Regions from separate parts of the Mus musculus genome. Here region 2 is linked to region 1. The links are chromatin contacts, called in public HiChIP or PLAC-seq maps. All regions are on one chromosome and are shown on one strand. The core of a region is the stretch at or near the end of the contact, and the rest is flanking DNA. Distances in the headings are between cores, read along the strand shown. Region 1 overlaps Parvb (parvin, beta). Region 2 overlaps Arhgap8 (Rho GTPase activating protein 8).

Evidence for each region. HiChIP or PLAC-seq counts read pairs in DNA pulled down with a chosen protein or histone mark.
Region 2: a contact with region 1 is called in an HNF4G HiChIP or PLAC-seq map of pancreatic cancer cells. The contact joins two enhancer-like sites. A contact is called at or near these places in 1 of 115 datasets of contacts at active chromatin or transcription factors (pancreatic cancer cells) and 1 of 9 other capture datasets (pancreatic islet).

The regions. Positions count from the first base shown.
Region 1 is chr15:84,293,651-84,297,353 of GRCm38.p6, reverse strand. It overlaps Parvb (parvin, beta), which reads right to left. Exons shown (of 13, transcript NM_133167.3): 7 at 1,739-1,797. Among named protein-coding and RNA genes, the nearest start is that of Gm22890, 28 kb to the left of the region's middle. Within about 2 kb of position 2,328, at least 15 of the 459 cell types and tissues checked have an H3K27ac peak or open chromatin away from gene starts, as enhancers often do. A contact at or near this core is called in pancreatic cancer cells, where this site is marked.
Region 2 is chr15:84,767,963-84,771,729 of GRCm38.p6, reverse strand. It overlaps Arhgap8 (Rho GTPase activating protein 8), which reads right to left. Exons shown (of 12, transcript NM_001164628.1): 11 at 1,630-1,733. Among named protein-coding and RNA genes, the nearest start is that of Gm52202, 21 kb to the left of the region's middle. Within about 2 kb of position 1,884, at least 25 of the 459 cell types and tissues checked have an H3K27ac peak or open chromatin away from gene starts, as enhancers often do. A contact at or near this core is called in pancreatic cancer cells, where this site is marked.

The sequences.
Region 1 (3,703 bases), core at 1,079-3,578:
GAACTTGGAAAACAGGCTGGAAGAACCTGGCTGGTGAAGTTTCAGAGGGGATTTTTAAGAGGCCTTCAAATACTCTATGGGGCTATTTATGCAATATTTTTAAAGTAATCCGTGACTCTGGTCAGCTGGGACCGAAGGATCAGCTGTGATAAACAGGACACCAACACCATTAAGGTGAAATCTGGGAAAATGTCTCCTCAAGGCCACAGACGCTGTGTTCCAGAGGCTGCCTTGGGGGCTGGCATCTGGCCTTAGTAATATATAAGAGAGGCTACCTTGGTCCGTCAGACGCCAGCAAGCCCTCAGATGTACATATCACAGGACCAGGCACAGCAAGAACTGCCTGGCTGAGCCCATTCATAGCTGAGTGCGGGCTTGTGAGGAAAGGAAATGAACTTAGGGGTGATGTCTCACGAGACAGACCACCAAGCCCCCACCAAGTCCTTACCCCACCCCCTGTTCCTTGAACTTGCCCTTCTGCAGCCATAGGCCCACGGTGCTGTCACAACACACACCAGCCTGTCGTTCCTCCCAACACCCCCAATCCCAACCCCCTCCCCAACTATCTGCCTTCCCCTGGGAACTACATGGAACAGAACACACACACATCCCAGAGCACACTGCCATGTCTTCAGCTTATCTGTCAGCCCACTCTCCATGCCTGATGGATTCTGTTCCAGTCAGCTGTGGAAAGGCCATACTGAATACACAGTCAGTCTTAGCGTCTCTGTGAACAGAATTGGTGAGCTAGCTGACACCGTCCATGTTTTAAACACTGAAACCGGTTTCTTCAGAAGGATCAGAGGTGTCGAGTTCCTCCGGTCCATCCTGGGGTACCGTGGGCCCTCACACATGGTACACTATCTGGTTGGCTATTAGGATCAAGTTTCTCTAGGCTTTTGAAAAGTATGGCTTGCTCAAAGAGACCAGAGGACTCAACAGTGTCCACCTTAGGACAGTTCTGACTGATCACATGGTAGCTCCCTCTAAGAGAGCAACTGTTGATAGACAAGGGGAGAGGAAAACTAGAAAACAAGCAGGACTTGACTGGCCAGTGTGAGCGTGAGTCTCGGTGGCTATCCTGAGCTAACACACCTGGCACCCTGACATTCCTTTAATTTTTTTTTAATTGTGTATAATGTATATGGTGTGTGTGTGTGTGTGTGTGTGCGTGTTGTATGTGTGTGTTGTATGTGTGTGTGTGTGTGAGTTGTATTTTTGAGGCAGGGTCTCTCACTGAACCTGAGACACACTGATTTGGGTAGAAAGACTAACCAATGGGCTTCAGAGATCCACCCGTCTCTGCCACCCCCATGATGGAGTTATAGATACATAACCCTGTCCCTGAATTGTGTGTGTGTGAGTGTGTGTGTGTGTGTGTGTGTGCGCGCGCGCGTGTTTAACATAGGTGCTGAGTATCGGGTCCCTCATGCTCACACAGTGAGCACTTCACTGACTAACCCATCCCTTCAGTTCACCTCCTAAAATAAGGAATGAGAGACTCTCTTTGAGGTGAGAGACGGACATGGGAAGCCCAAGAGGGACTGTGTGGAGAAAGAAGGCAGGCAAGTCACTCCACAAAAAAAGCACACACTAAGACTAAAGAGTATGGAGGAATGAACACAGGCTCCCCCAGGCTAGTGTCCCGGGCTGAAGCCAGGGCCTTGGGCCTGAGGCCTTGCATGAGGCATGGGTCCCTGAGGTACAGAACCCTGAGGAGCGGCTGCCATCCACTTACTCTGTGGTCGTGGTCAGCTCCTCTGAGATGTGGCTGGAGTGCAGCAAGCCTTCTCGCTTCTGAAAACCCCAAAGCAAACAAATCATCAAGACAGACAGACCACGGAGCAGGGGCAACACAGAGGACAAACACTGATCTCATGGGAAATCCCTTCATGGTGACCCTGGGCAGGACGCCAGCCTAGAAAGGGAGAACCATGTGCCCCAGTGCACACTTCACGCCTGGACGGGTATACTCCAGACGACACGAGGGACTACCCTCACATTGTTCTCCGTGGTACCCTGGGATATGGTCACTAAGCAAAGCTTGGGAGAAACATTCCAGGCAAGAAACACCAACTAGAGACCATATTCTGCGGTTGAGGCAGGAGAGATGGGTAGTTCATGAGTCATGTGGGGTGGGGGTGGGGGGACAGGACTCCAGAGAAAGAACATGTGGGCACTTGCTCAAACGGGATCCCCCAAACATGTCTACCCAGGATGTTGGAACCTGCTTTTCCTTCTCGGCTTCCAATACTAGTTAAGAATGGCCACATAGTGGTGAGCTCTGCAGCTGGGGTGAGTGGGATACCCCAAAAGGAAAAAGTAGAAACAGAGAGGGCCGTGGCAGTGCACGAACATGGACACTGAACACAGCCAGCCTTGGCAGAAACAGAACAGGGTAAAGAGAGCTGCTTTCCTAAAGTCCGGAAGTGCTGGGAGGAGAAATCCACCCGCCATTGGAAGCTCCAGTTAGTAGTGGTCCTTCATCCCGGCAACTCTGGCAGGCACACGGGGCAGTGGTAGGACAGCAGAGATGATGGCAGATAGCAGCCCGCATACACTGGAAGTTCCCAGAGGCCAGCCAAAGTAGCCATAACCGCAGGTCCCTGCTTGAAGCTCCTGAGGGACAGGAACCTGAGTCCTATCCAGGCAGCCCTCTCACCCTTCCCTGAGCTGGCTCTAGGGATCTTGTAGACTGGTCCTGGTGAACAAGTAAATGCAACTGGGGACGTCATATGGCTCATCCCAGTCTCATTCTGACTGGCACTCAACAGAGCCTGCCAAGGAAGACTCTGGGTATTGGGTTCGCTTATTTGCATAGGCATGAATGAGGTGCCTGTTGGTTGCCGGGCTTTGGTAAACTGGGAACCGGATAATTGAAAGGTTAGCAACATCACTCCGAGTCTGTAGGCCGATCACCGCAGCCATGAGAAATCCTTCCATTGCTGGGGGGGGGGGCGGGGGGGGGCTAAGCAAGGCTTGGGGTGGGGGTGGGGGGGTAAGCAAGGCTTGGATCTCATGCCTTCCAGCCTCGCATGGCCTCATTTCAAATAAGTTGGTGGGCCACCCGAGCGAGCGAACGAGCGAGCGAGCACACAGACAGTCTGGAGGACCTCAGGAGAGGCAGTAGACACTGGGAGGCTGAGAGGCTGCCATCCAGTTGAATCTCCTTGCCCAGTTTCTTTTCCTTTGGACTCAATGCAGACAACCCCGGAATCCCAGTCAAGGCGCAGCAAGCTGGAGGGGGCTTGCAAGGGCAGTCAGATTTTCCAAAAAACCCCCAGCTTGTCTTGGACCAGTGTGCAAGACTGAAAGAAAATACCCAGATGGTGAGCCCGCTCAGTACTCTTGAGGCCTGGACTGACGTAGGTAGGTTTAGGAACCGTTTTCCCATGTGTCCTTGGGAAGACTTTCCCGGCCCGCTGCCTAGGAGCCAGCAGCCAAGTCTAGGGCCGCAGGAATGGTCCCCCTGAGTTTGCGTCACTCTCGCTGACCACAAATATCCTGATGGGGAAGGAAGCAGGGAGAAATGGCAGGTGACCTTCCGCTTAATGTCAGACACGGGGCTTTCCCGGCAGGGTACCACTAAGCTCCCAGGGCAGTAGAGAGGTCGGAATGGCTTCAGAAAACACAGGCTCAGCCAGGTCCCAGTGGACCACAGACCACAAAACAGATAAGTTAAAAATCCAGAGAACAGAGTGTA
Region 2 (3,767 bases), core at 635-3,134, 470 kb before region 1:
CCACCCTCACCCCAAGGGAGACTGGTGTGGAGAGAGAGCTCTGGGTGATTCTGTCCACATCCCTGACGGGCCAGTGTGGTGGGAAGAGCTCTGGAGGGGGAGGGGGTGAGCTGGGGAGATGGCGCTCTTCGAGACAAGCGCTTGCCCCACCAGCTTGTGTTTGAAGCCCAGAATAATCCAAGCAGAGTTCCAGGCCAGTGAAAGACCCCATCTCAAACACCAATGGAATCATTGAGAATGCTCAGTGGGTAATGGTAAACTTCTGCAGAGTTTAGCAATCTGAGGGACCCACCAATCCATGGCCTAAGAGGACCTGCCCCTGCAAACTGTATTCTGACCTCCATGTCTACGTTCTGTAGCATATGCACACACGCATAAACGTTTATGCGTGTGTGCACATGCTACAGAACGTAAATAATAAACAGACAAGTAAATAAAAGAATTCTTGAATAGAGACCTCAGCCAGTATCAAAATCCTATGTGGCCATGTCTCCACTTGGGGGTCTCGGCTTCTCAGTTTTCCCATCTGTAAAAGGTTCTGGCCTTGATACTGTGGGGACCCTCTGATTCCACCATCTAGGATATCCTGGGTACCCCATCAGCATCTCTTCCACTTTGGCAGACTGGGTTGAGGTGGGGGACCCAGCACTGAAGATCTAAACCAGACACCCTCTGGCTTCTGTGATATGGCTGGGGAAGTGAGCTCAGGCTCCCGGGTCCAGTAGTGCGAGAAAAGTGCCTTCTGTGCTGGGGGCTTCCATCCTCCGGGCCATCACAGCCACCTGCATAAGTAGGATTCAGTACTCCCCACTTTCTAGATAAGGAAACTGGGCCCTGAGGTTAAAGAAGACCTGCTGCTGAGTCCTTGTATAGGGCAAGCCCAGCTCACAGCAGCGTCTGAGGAGGAGCTTAAGAACCGCTTCTCCAGTAAGCCAGCCCGAGCACATCCTTGCTTGCGTGAAAACTAACAGTGAGAGACAGAACTGCTTATGAATGTGGGGGTACAGTAGAGGGCAGTGGGGGAGGTGGCTCAGGAGCTAAAGCACGTGTCACAGAACCTGAGTTCAATTCCCGGCCCCCACAAAAAAAATGAGTGTGGTGGTACATGCCTATAATTGGAGCACTGGGGTACGGGAGCATAAAGACAGGCAGATCCCAGGAGCTCACTGCTCACTGGCCAGCTGATAATGGCTGACTGAATAAATGAGCTCTGGGTCTTTAAGAGTCTTTGTCACTAAAAACCAAGAGGGAGTGAGGATGACTCTGACATTGACCTTTGACCCCCACAGGGACAATCACACACGTTCATCCACGCACACACGCATGAACATATATACTCATACACACCACACATAGAAAGCCAAGAATGTGACATCATACGACAGACTGTCTCCTCTGGCCTTCCTCTTTCCCATCCCTGGGCATCGCATCAGACTGCCAGGCTTCTCAGAGGCGCCAGGCTGGCCCTTGAGGGGAAGTCCTTTGGAGGTTAAAGAGAGTAGACTTGGCTATAACTTTGGACCTGAGGCAAGCAGGACCCGTCTGTGCAGGGACTGCTGTCAAGAGCCCCCCCAGATCCAGTCTTAGGGCTGGTCTTCCTTCTCCTGGGAGACAGCTAGTCACACTTACTTCATGCAGGAAGCCCATGAGGTAGCGGAGTACGGCATAGTTGTGTTCTGGGAGGCTCCGCAGGATCAGGCGGCAGTGGGTCACTCGAAGGCTGCTCTCCACACCTGCAATGGCATGACACTGCTGGCCAGGGAAGCACAGTCCCCAGGACAGCCTGGCCATGTGGCTCTGCTCAGCACCTTATTACTTCTGCCAGGCTCCTTCCTCCTCTGCATGATGGCTACAGAAACTGCAGCCTGCTGGGAAGCAGGGCAGTGAGTCACTCAGCAAACAGCAAACGGCTAGTCCAGGGCCAGTAATCTACACACAGACAGCTGTCCACATCTGGCCCGGCAAGTTTCTCTCTTAATAACGGTCTTGTTTGCTCTTTTCTCTCCACCCACCACCACCCCCCAAGTGCTGGTTTTAGAAGGGTGCACCACCATGCCAGCTCTCAGTCAGTAATATTTTACTTGAACACAACCATGTTGTGTTGACACATTGCCTAGGGCTGCTTGTGGGTTACAAGGATGGAGCAGCAGCTGATATGGAGACTTTGTGGTTGGGGAAGGCTCAGCATTTACCCTCTGGCCTCCTTGGAGACAAATGCACCTACCTGTGATTCTCCATGTACATAGACCACTGTGTGGTTCCTGGAAAAAATCTCACTTTCGGTGTGGGCGTGGGATGTAACTGTTTCATGCATAGACCCTCAGTCCCTTTGGTTGCCCTCCATTTGAGCTTTGAGACAGGTTCTCATGTGACCCAGACTGGCCCCAGACTTACTATGTAGCTGAGGATACCCTTGAACTCCTAAGCCTCCTGCCTCCACTTCCCAAGTGATGGGATTCAGTTGGATGCCTCTGTGCTGGGTTTATGCAGTGCTGGGCATGGCAAACACCCTACCAGCTTGTCTACATCCTCAGATCCTCCATTTGAGCTACAGCCTCGGAGGAAAGACTAAACTAAAACCAAGTGCGGCTGCAGAAGCCTGCAATCTCAGCACTTGGAGGCTGAGGCAGAAGGATTAGGAGTTCAAGCTCAGCCTGGACTACCTAGTGAGACCATTTCTGAGATCAATTTTTAAAAAGAAACAGAGCAAGTCACTCAGTGGTTCCAGCTGAAGCACTCAAAATCACCCGAGAGCCAGGTGGTGACACAGGCCTTTAATCCCAGCACTTGGGAGGCAGAGCAAGGCAGATGGATCACTAAATTTAAGGTCAGTCTGGTTTACAGAGTGAGTTCCAGGACAGCTAGGGCTACACAGAGAAACCCTGTCTCAAAAAAAAATTCAAGAAAAACACCCCCACACAAGCATTTACACAGCTCCCTGAGATGTGGGTGCAGCATGCATGTGATCCTGTTCCCCAGTCCCCAGCCTCTGACTCATCATCACTGTCCTCCCACTAAGCCTGTGCAGTGACCAGGAGACCCTGGGGCTGTATGCATGCTGCTGGCAGGACACAGGATTCCTCGTCTATGAAAAGCTTGAGGTCAGCATCCAAACGCTGACACCATTGCATACACTAGCAAGATTTTATCGAAAGGACCCAGATGTAGCTGTCTCTTGTGAGACTATGCCGGGGCCTAGCAAACACAGAAGTGGATGCTCACAGTCAGCTAATGGATGGATCACAGGGCTCCCAATGGAGGAGCTAGAGAAAGTACCCAAGGAGCTAAAGGGATCTGCAACCCTATAGGTGGAACAACATTATGAACTAACCAGTACCCCGGAGCTCTTGACTCTAGCTGCATATGTATCAAAAGATGGCCTAGTCGGCCATCACTGGAAAGAGAGGCCCATTGGACAAGCAAACTTTATATGCCCCAGTACAGGGGAACGCCAGGGCCAAAAAGGGGGAGTGGGTGGGTAGGGGATTGGGGGTGGGTGGGTATGGGGGACTTTTGGTATAGCATTGGAAATGTAAATGAGCTAAATACCTAATAAAAAATGGAAAAAAAAAAAAAGAAAAGCTTGAGGGCTTTCTAATAAACGCCGTCATCTCCAGGAACTGAGCTGGCTTCTTTAGCAATCTCAGTTGTCAAGGACTTGCCTGTGATTCACACTTCCAGGGAAACAAGGGGCTGCCAGCCCTGGGCTGTGGATGGTACAGCATCAGGCTCCTCTTCTTAGAATGATGGTCACAGAGAGGACATGG